Regions from separate parts of the Mus musculus genome. Here regions 1 and 2 are each linked to region 3. Evidence: chromatin contacts called from public HiChIP or PLAC-seq data. All regions are on one chromosome and are shown on one strand. Each heading gives the region's core, a stretch centred on a gene start, on an enhancer-like site or on the middle of the called end of the contact. The rest is flanking DNA. Distances are from core to core; before and after follow the strand shown.

Region 1 (2,700 bases), core at 97-2,596, 160 kb before region 3:
ATCGATAAAAGGGAGGCTGACATTATTTTAATAGCATCTCTGGTTACATACAACACTGCCAAGAAAATCATTTGATTATTATTTTTTCAGGGGTACAGGTTGGTGTGGCTGCTAATTAGCAATGGCATGCATAGGCCACTCAATATAAGAAGGCGTTTCACTGGGGTTTCTGGGGAACTGTATGCTGGCCTTTTGGTCTCCCCCTAGCACAGAACAGTATCTAGGAAATTAATTCTTCCTTCTGGCTGAAATGCAAAATTGCAGAAACCTTTTGCTACATATGGCTGGCCGCTCTCAAGAGAGCAGACTCCTCTGGTGGAGCATACTTTATTAGAGGCCATTTGTCAGTTTCCATCTATAGCTGTGGATAGCAGGAGAGAAGCCCGAGACTACACAGGCTGAGGTGAATTGTCTTTGGATTCAACCCTAAGCTACTTTGGAAGAGCTATCAGATCCCTGCAAGGTTCTTCTCATAGGGCTGGAGGTAAAGCCGTGTGCTGGGGCTTATGCCACAAGGTCAATCCGCACATAAATCATCATCATAAAATATGCTGGCAGGTATGATGGCGCTGGATGCCTAAAAAGGTCCGCAAGCTCCATCCATTGTTGTCATCACAGGTGGCAGAGGGGAGTGACAAGACACTAGCACGCTGCTAAATAGTAGCTCGGCATAATAAAGCGTGCCATGTGTGTCACAGATTTTTTCGGGATTTCTGGAAGTTTTCTTTCTCCTTTCTTCTTCTTCTTTTTTTTTTCTCCAAGTTCCGCCTTCCCTGCTTTACAGTCAAACTGGCCCCAGCTGTGCATCTCCTTTTGACTCCATCTGTCCTTCCGCTGAGGAGGTGGGGTTCTCTCGCCAAATAGAGAGCACAAGTTTGTCTCCTTAAAGTGACCATATAACCCCCACCTTACATGGAGCCATGGGCAGGCTCGCTGCAGGGGCTGTTCTGAGGATGGAGAGAGCGAGCTTAGGGGCAAGCTACTGGCCTCTTCCCTAACCCAGTACACTTTGCACGCAAAGCCAAGCCAGACAACCCCATCAGCGTCACTGTCTGGGGCTGCGTGTCCATCCGGCTAGCCGTTTTTTAGTCCTTCTACAGAACCGAGGCTCGCAGGTTGGAATTCATCCCGGTGCGAGCCGCATCACGCACGGGGAGGGGACTAAGGAGTAGGAGGCCCAGTCAGAGGGGGCTCCACGGAGTCCCCAGCGCCGGGAGACGCGGGAGGTGGAGTGGGGTGGGTGGGGGAGCGGCCGCCCCTGTAGCAGTCTGCTGCCCGAGCGGCCCCTCCCACCGTTCCTCCCGCCCCGCGCCCCCTCGGCCTCCCCGCCCTTTCTCCACCCCCTTCCCGGCCGGATCCCCTTCCTCTCCGTGTGCGCGCTTTAAATAATTTCCTCCTTTTTGGCAAAAGAAATAATGCACCTGACTTTACCAGGGGGAAACAGCCAGCCGAGCAGAACAAGGAACAGATGTAAAAGGAATAGAAGAAGAGAGAAAAAGCGATGGGACTCCCTTAAAGACATCCAGAGGCTGGAGAGGTGGCCGCGGAGGCAGAGGCAGCTAGAGCCGCCCCCGCCTGCGTGAGCTGCGGCCAGAGGACGTCTGCACCAGTTGCAGATGCCACCTTGGGAACTCCCGGGTCTTTTCGTTTGTTTGCCAAAGTCTTTTCTTCCCTGGCTTAATACTGAAGAGGCTCCTGGGTTGCTCTGAGATCCCAATACAAGCTGGCAGCTAGCCGGAGCCTTCTTCCTAAAGAGCTGGAGGAGAAATGAGCCCTGCTGGGCGAAGGATGGGTGAAGGGCGTCAGCCGGCTGGGTCACCCCGTGGGCGGCCCCGCGGCGCCGGGGCGCAGAGCTCCCTGCTCCGGCTTTTCGTCCACGCCTGGCTGTGGGCAGCCTCGGGCTCATCTGCCCAGGTGTTCAACCTCAGCCTCTCGGTGGACGAGGGGCTGCCCCCAGACACACTGGTGGGTGACATTCGCGCGGGGTTGCCAGCAGCTCAGCAACAGGATGGGAATGGCTTTTTTCTTTCGGAGGACTCGGATGACTCCCCGCTGCTGGACGACTTCCACGTGCACCCGGACACTGGTATCATCCGCACCGCTCGGCGTCTGGACCGCGAGCGACAGGACCACTATAGCTTCGTGGCCGCCACGCTGTTGGGAGAGGTGGTACAGGTGGAGATCCGCGTCAACGACGTGAACGACCATTCCCCTCGCTTTCCCCGCGACTCCCTGCAGCTGGACGTGTCCGAACTCAGCCCGCCCGGGACAGCGTTCCGCCTGCCAGGAGCCCAGGACCCGGACGCGGGACTGTTCAGCATCCAGGGCTACACTTTGCTGCAAGCTTCTGACATGCCCCAGGATCCCACAGGACCCTTCTTCCAATTGCGCTATGGGACGCCGGGGTTACCGGCGTCGCCTTCCCTGCCGGTGTCCTCATCACCGCTGGAACCCTTAGACTTGGTGCTGCTGCGGCGCTTGGACCGAGAGGCGGCGGCAGCGCACGAGCTGCACATTGAAGCTTGGGACGGTGGCAGCCCTCGGCGCACCGGCCTCCTGCACGTGCAGCTGCGTGTGTTGGATGAGAACGACAACCCGCCAGTTTTCGAGCAGGGCGAGTACCGCGCCACAGTACGTGAGGACGCCCAGCCGGGCTCTGAGGTTTGTCGCGTGCGTGCTACTGATCGCGACTTGGGCCCC
Region 2 (2,801 bases), core at 111-2,610, 160 kb after region 3:
GGGACATAATTATATGGTACTGTCAATTTTCCAGAACTTTCTAAGGCACCCTGTTTTCTGCTTTTCCTCTGCTTGGCATGCTGAGAAACACGTCCCCATGTGCTATGTCTATACTGGTCACATTTCTTGTCACTGGGACAAAATACCTAAAACATTGGCTCATGTTCTAAGAGGATACATTGCATCCTGGCAGAGGAGGTAGGATGTAGTTCAAAGTGACCAAGGCTTGTCACCAGGCCTCCTCACAACTTAGTGGTCCAAAAGAAAAATAGGGCTAGCTTGTCTGAAAGCTGATGTATGTTACCCATACTATATGTTACCCATAAGGTTTGCCCCACTACCACCAGATAGATCCCATGTCCTGAAGACCCAGGCCCTTTCAGAATCGTATCACAAGCTTGTTAAGAACAGTTCACATTCAACACATAGCACTGGCATGATATAAAACACTGTAACATCCACTTTAATATATGCGCTTGTGTATTAGTTTCAACTTCAAAAATGTTCCTCCCTCTCCTATTCCTGTGCCTCTCGGTGTGGTCTCTTTTCTCTGCAGCTTCAAGCTCCATCTGCTATGCCCACTTCTAATCTAATGCTTCCAATAAATTCTTCTCTATTGCTAAACCACAGATGAAGCCTTATTCTCTCCTGATTTCTATCCAGTCTCCAATTCCTCCTCTGAATGGGCATCTCTAGAACCTGTTGCTCTTTATACTGTCATTTTCTTCACTGGCCTGCAATTTCTGTAGTACTATGTGGCTTCACTTGCCTAGTTCCCTGACTCATTCACTCTGTGCCTTCATCGCTTCCTATTCGTCTGGCTCTATAGAAAAGGGTGCCCACTTAATGCAGCACTGATGGTGTCTGTCTTTGTACCCCCACTCTTTTCCCCCACATCTCATTCATTCCTGTGATGTTGGACTTCCATACTTGAATTCTAGATACGTGTTGTCAGCTAGACTTGGTCTTGGCAGCGTGTTCTTGGATCATATCTGTTGACACCTAAACCATGTATTTATCATCTTTGCAGAATGATGTACAGATAATGTTTTTGTGCTTACATATTTTCCGTTTTAAGTTACCCAACTGCAGGGGCCATGTATACTTCTTACATTTTAGAAGTGACACTTGTGGCAGCTTTAATGGTGTGTCTCTTCCTCCTTTGACTCACACAAGACATCTAAAGGGCCCGTTTCCTGGCTTTGCTCCCAAGGTTTGCAGTGCCTCCCTGCAGTGCATGAGTCAGCGGCCACAAGTTTGCATTTTGGAAATAGTTTTGGCAGCTGGTAGAATTATCCTGAGGTAGTTGAGGCTGTTATCTCTAAGTGGAGAGAAAGAGTAATCTGAGGGTGAGGTCAGGCAGCATGGAGTCTGTGGAGGGCTAGCAATTAAGCTAAACAACAGCAGCCTGGGAAAGGTTAGAAACCAACATTCTGCTGAAACTGAATGTGAAATGGAGCCAGAAAATTCCTGGGAAACCGCATAAGCCAAGATTCACATTTCATAGATAAGGAGCCCGGAAAGGTTGTTATGAAGTCCAACGTTACATGAATAAGTCAAAGGCAGCGCCAAAGCAACCCTCCTCTGCGCCAATTCCAAGGGCAAGGGCAGGCTCTGTACTGCCCCAGATGCTTAGCAGTGTCTGCACAGGACCAGCATGTTGGTCTTCTCTGCTGGTGTTTTTGACAACACCAAGTCCTTAAAATCACTACTAACCAAAAAAGTAGCAACAAATACTTTAAACACCAACAATGGCAGCAACTTCCAAGGAGCCCAGGGTCTGGTGTCTACGTAGACTGTGTCTTCAACCAGAAGTCTTGGCATTCTAGTTGAAGGACAACCATGTTTAAACCATCTCCTCAGCTTCATAGTCCTGTGACCATTTCCATTATTTCTCTACAGAAGTGTACTTTCAAGGCTATGATTCATGATCCAGTGTTGCCACTGCCTAGAGATATTCTATCTTAGTCCATTGGGATGATTTTGATGAAATACTCTGTGTTGCATAGATGAAGAGAACAGAAACTATTTATTACACTTCTGGAAGTAGAGCAAGACTTAAGGCACCCAAATTAAGTCTTGTGAGAGCAGTTTTCTGTTTCATAAATGATGTCAGTTAACTGTGTTCTCATGTGACAGAACAAAGTATAAATATCACTGAACCTCTCCTTTATTTCACCCCCATTTCTTTCTTGAGATAGTTTTGCTATGTAGGTTAGGTTGGCTTTGAACTCATAATCCCTCTGCCTTGGTCTCCTGAATTCCTAGGTATAGGTCCATGTCATTGCACTTGCTTAGTTCTCATGTTCAAGATCACTAACATCATTCTCAACAATAGCGCTTTTATCTTAATTACCTCCCAACCTATCTCCTAAATTAACCCTTGTAATACAGTTTCAGCATAGATTTTATTCTATGTGATGGACCTCTGGTTTGTCTGCTTCTAAACTCTAAGTGTCATTTGCTCAACCAATTTGAGCCACATGGTCATTTCAGGCTTGTTCCTGGTAGCACCTTGGAGTCCCTCCTGCTAGGATCTCTGAGTACCATGGCCAAACCATTCTACCCCTTCTCACTGATCCCAATGCTTTGCTCAGCTGAAGAAAACACTGCGTTGTCACACTTTGTTGCTGTCACATGGGTCCTAGGTACAGCTCATCATTCTTTAATGCTCAAATCACCCCCTAATTCTTACATGTCATCAAATCAGGAGTTTGAAATTGCCTCCTACATTAGACTCATGACTTTCAGAAATGAGCCCAACTCCTAGGGTATGCTATAAATGAAGGACAGATTTGTAG
Region 3 (2,700 bases), core at 139-2,638:
CCTAGTTCAGCAATGTTCTCGTCCATGGTTGCTGCTGTAACCATCAGCAGGAGCCTCCGAAGGATCGCGTAGGCTGAAGACACTGCTGATGAGCAGCTTAGCAGCCTGCAATCTTTTTTTCCCCCTTGGCCACACTTCGTTAATTTTATTGCCTGTACAGGATTCTACTATATACAGGCATTTCTTTTTCTTTTATATTTGAAAAGATGAAAAAAAATTTCTACCCCCCTCTCTGAAAGTATTAACAAGACTGCCATATGCAAATCTGTCTACTTTTTCTTTCTTCCTTCCTTCCTTCCTTCCTTCCTTCCTTCCTTCCTTCCTTCCTTCCTTCCTTCCTTCCTTTCTTTCTTTCTTTCTTTCTCTCTCTCTCGTTCTTTCTTTCTTTCTTTCTTTCTTTCTTTCTTTCTTTCCTTCTTTCTTTCTTTTTCCTTCCTTCCTTCCTTCCTCCCTCCCTCCCTCCCTCCCTCGCCCCCCTCTCTTTTTCTTTTTTCTTTCTTTGCTGTGTAGTTACTTTCTTTTGAGTTGAAACCTTATCATTATAGACATCAAAAATACAACTGAAAATTCAGATGTACAGTTATTACTTTTGCAGCTTTACACTTGTGGATGTTTAAAGTACAACTTAACATCCCCCCCAAACTTCATCTCATCTTACATGTCTTGGAGATGGTTTGGATTACTGAAAGATTTTTGTTTTCTTTTTTTATCAAATTGATAAAAATTTTAAAAATATTTTTGGAGAATTTCATACAAGTACTGTATTTACTGTGTTTTTAATGAAGCCAGATCTGTTAAGCGATTAAGCAGGTGTTTTTGTAAATACATATGAGTGTGTGTGTGTGTGTGTGTGTGTGTGTATTTGAATATATTTCTTCTGGATCTTTTTTCTTTTTGTGTTTTTCCCCTTTCCTTTTCTTTTTCTTCTTTTTGCACTTAGTGGGTTAAAAGAATGGAACAGGATTATGCATGAGAATTAAATGACGTACTTGGGATTTTAACATAACTGGCATCGGGTTGGAATTTATGAATGGTTTACTTTATAGTATGTATTAAAGAAATACTATAGTGTTACTTAATACCAGAGAGCTGAGCATATGTGTTCTGGCATTCTAGAATGCAGATTTTTGAAACGTAACCACTCAGTGCTGTTTGGCATTCGAAGTCCAAAGGGATTTGAATGTTTATATTGTGTGACTCACTCTAAATCTAGCAGGATTTTTTTCTTGTATTAAAAGGAGAAAAAAAAAACAACTACTAGATTTTAACTGAGGTATTAAAATTTTCCCAGTATTTGGTTCCATAACAAGAGCTCCATTGTTAGTGCATAGAGCTGACTGTGGCTGCCTCTGGCTCCCCGGAGGAAGAGGCACCTCGCAGGGCAGATGGCTTTGGGGTTATGGCACTTGCTCAGTAGTGGTGAAATGTGACACCTTAGCAAAACAGTGCATTGGTCAGTAAGATGGGAGTTTCTATTCTGTGCAAATGTCCTCTGTACCCAGTGCCATCCTGAAGAAACTACATATGGTCTCCAGACAGGACTTTCTCTTTGTGCAAGGTACTGCAGTACCCTGACAGGAATTTCTCTGTGTGTGAGGTACAGCTGTGCCCTTCAAACCCAGTCTTGGAGTCAGGGGAAAGCACAGTACTTCCCTGACTCTAATTCGGACACCACTTCTCATGATATGCATCTAACATCAGATATGTAAAATGTAGGAGAAAAGTTTTAGAACAAAAGGCAGACATTAAGTAGGAATTCCTCGCCTCTCCGACTCTGGAGTACTCCGTGTTCTCCTCATAAGAGCCATTGTGTACACTTTTCAAGAGAAGTCGTACACACGCCCATTAAATCAAGAGGCTAAATTATCTTTATTATCATTGTTATCACTATCTGGGCATGAAACCAGGGGTTGGCACATCTTAGGCAAGTGGTCTATCATGAGCTTCATCCCCATCCCTAGATACTAAAATATTCAAATATATGGCAGTTTTAAATATCTTCTCTCAATAGCAGACAATAGGGCTGACTATTAAGTTTTTATTGTCAACTTCTTGATCATGGTATCGCTCCTGCTGGGCAAGCATAATGTCACTTTCTTTATGAAGATGTATTTCCTCTGGCCATCTACTGCTGCAGATATCCACCGATTGCTCACAGGAACTCTGCTGTAGTTGCTCATCAGTCTGCTTTCTGAATCTTTACCAACAGCCCTTGCTGGTTTTAGGTTCAGTCCAGCCCAGCGGTGCATTAGAAAGCTATAGGATCCTGGCGCCACCCAGTCTTATTTGTTCTCTTCCTGATTCCAGAAACTTTCAATTTAGGCCATTGGGAATGTAAGATCTTGAACTTCTCAATCTGAGGCCGTTGCTAGAGGAAACAACGTAACATGCTTTGTATAGGGTTAGTCTACTTCTGCTAACATCTTACTAATGTCCTGTTGACCTTTTGTTGGTGTTTGGTTGACCCACACTATGTCGATTTTTCTCTATATGGATTCCAACTATAAATGCACTTAGAGAAAGGGGGAAATGTGTAAGGACCAGTCATTATCTCACACTGAGATTGTCTTTGTTAAAACTTTGGTCTAAACTCGGACTTTGTTGTATTTGTTGACTATCTCCCTTCTACACTATAGACCCGGATTTAGTATATTTTGCTTTCTTTTAGCCCAGATTCTTGTGGTAGCCAGACATACAATG

Evidence for each region. HiChIP or PLAC-seq counts read pairs in DNA pulled down with a chosen protein or histone mark.
Region 1: a contact with region 3 is called in an H3K4me3 HiChIP or PLAC-seq map of craniofacial prominence, with 2.9 times the contacts expected there. The contact joins the promoter of Dchs2 here to the enhancer-like site in region 3. A contact is called at or near these places in 18 of 39 promoter capture datasets (the 3T3-L1 cell line, the C10 cell line, cranial neural crest and 8 more), 6 of 15 datasets of contacts at CTCF or cohesin (embryonic stem cells, hippocampal excitatory neurons, large pre-B cells and 3 more), 119 of 484 Hi-C or Micro-C datasets (the 63-12 cell line, B cells, the Ba/F3 cell line and 66 more), 26 of 115 datasets of contacts at active chromatin or transcription factors (the 230-238 cell line, astrocytes, craniofacial prominence and 14 more) and 5 of 9 other capture datasets (adipose tissue, embryonic stem cells, embryonic tail and 2 more).
Region 2: a contact with region 3 is called in an H3K27ac HiChIP or PLAC-seq map of vascular smooth muscle cells, with 8 times the contacts expected there. The contact joins two enhancer-like sites. A contact is called at or near these places in 5 of 484 Hi-C or Micro-C datasets (the C2C12 cell line, embryonic fibroblasts, myocytes and 2 more) and 1 of 115 datasets of contacts at active chromatin or transcription factors (vascular smooth muscle cells).

The regions. Positions count from the first base shown.
Region 1 is chr3:83,126,181-83,128,880 of GRCm38.p6, forward strand. Dchs2 (dachsous cadherin related 2) reads left to right here and starts at 1,347. Exons shown (of 20, transcript NM_001357165.2): 1 at 1,347-2,700. The coding sequence starts at 1,768. It overlaps Gm10710 (predicted gene 10710), which reads right to left. Exons shown (of 1, transcript NM_001358023.1): 1 at 1-2,700. The coding sequence starts at 1,906. The coding sequence ends at 1,382.
Region 2 is chr3:83,445,016-83,447,816 of GRCm38.p6, forward strand. No RefSeq gene overlaps it. Among named protein-coding and RNA genes, the nearest start is that of 1700028M03Rik, 130 kb to the right of the region's middle. Within about 2 kb of position 1,361, at least 63 of the 459 cell types and tissues checked have an H3K27ac peak or open chromatin away from gene starts, as enhancers often do. A contact at or near this core is called in the C2C12 cell line and vascular smooth muscle cells, where this site is marked.
Region 3 is chr3:83,287,198-83,289,897 of GRCm38.p6, forward strand. The region is part of intron 10 of Dchs2 (dachsous cadherin related 2); the gene reads left to right. Among named protein-coding and RNA genes, the nearest start is that of Gm10710, 160 kb to the left of the region's middle. Within about 2 kb of position 1,389, at least 59 of the 459 cell types and tissues checked have an H3K27ac peak or open chromatin away from gene starts, as enhancers often do. A contact at or near this core is called in the C2C12 cell line, brain, craniofacial prominence and 9 more, where this site is marked.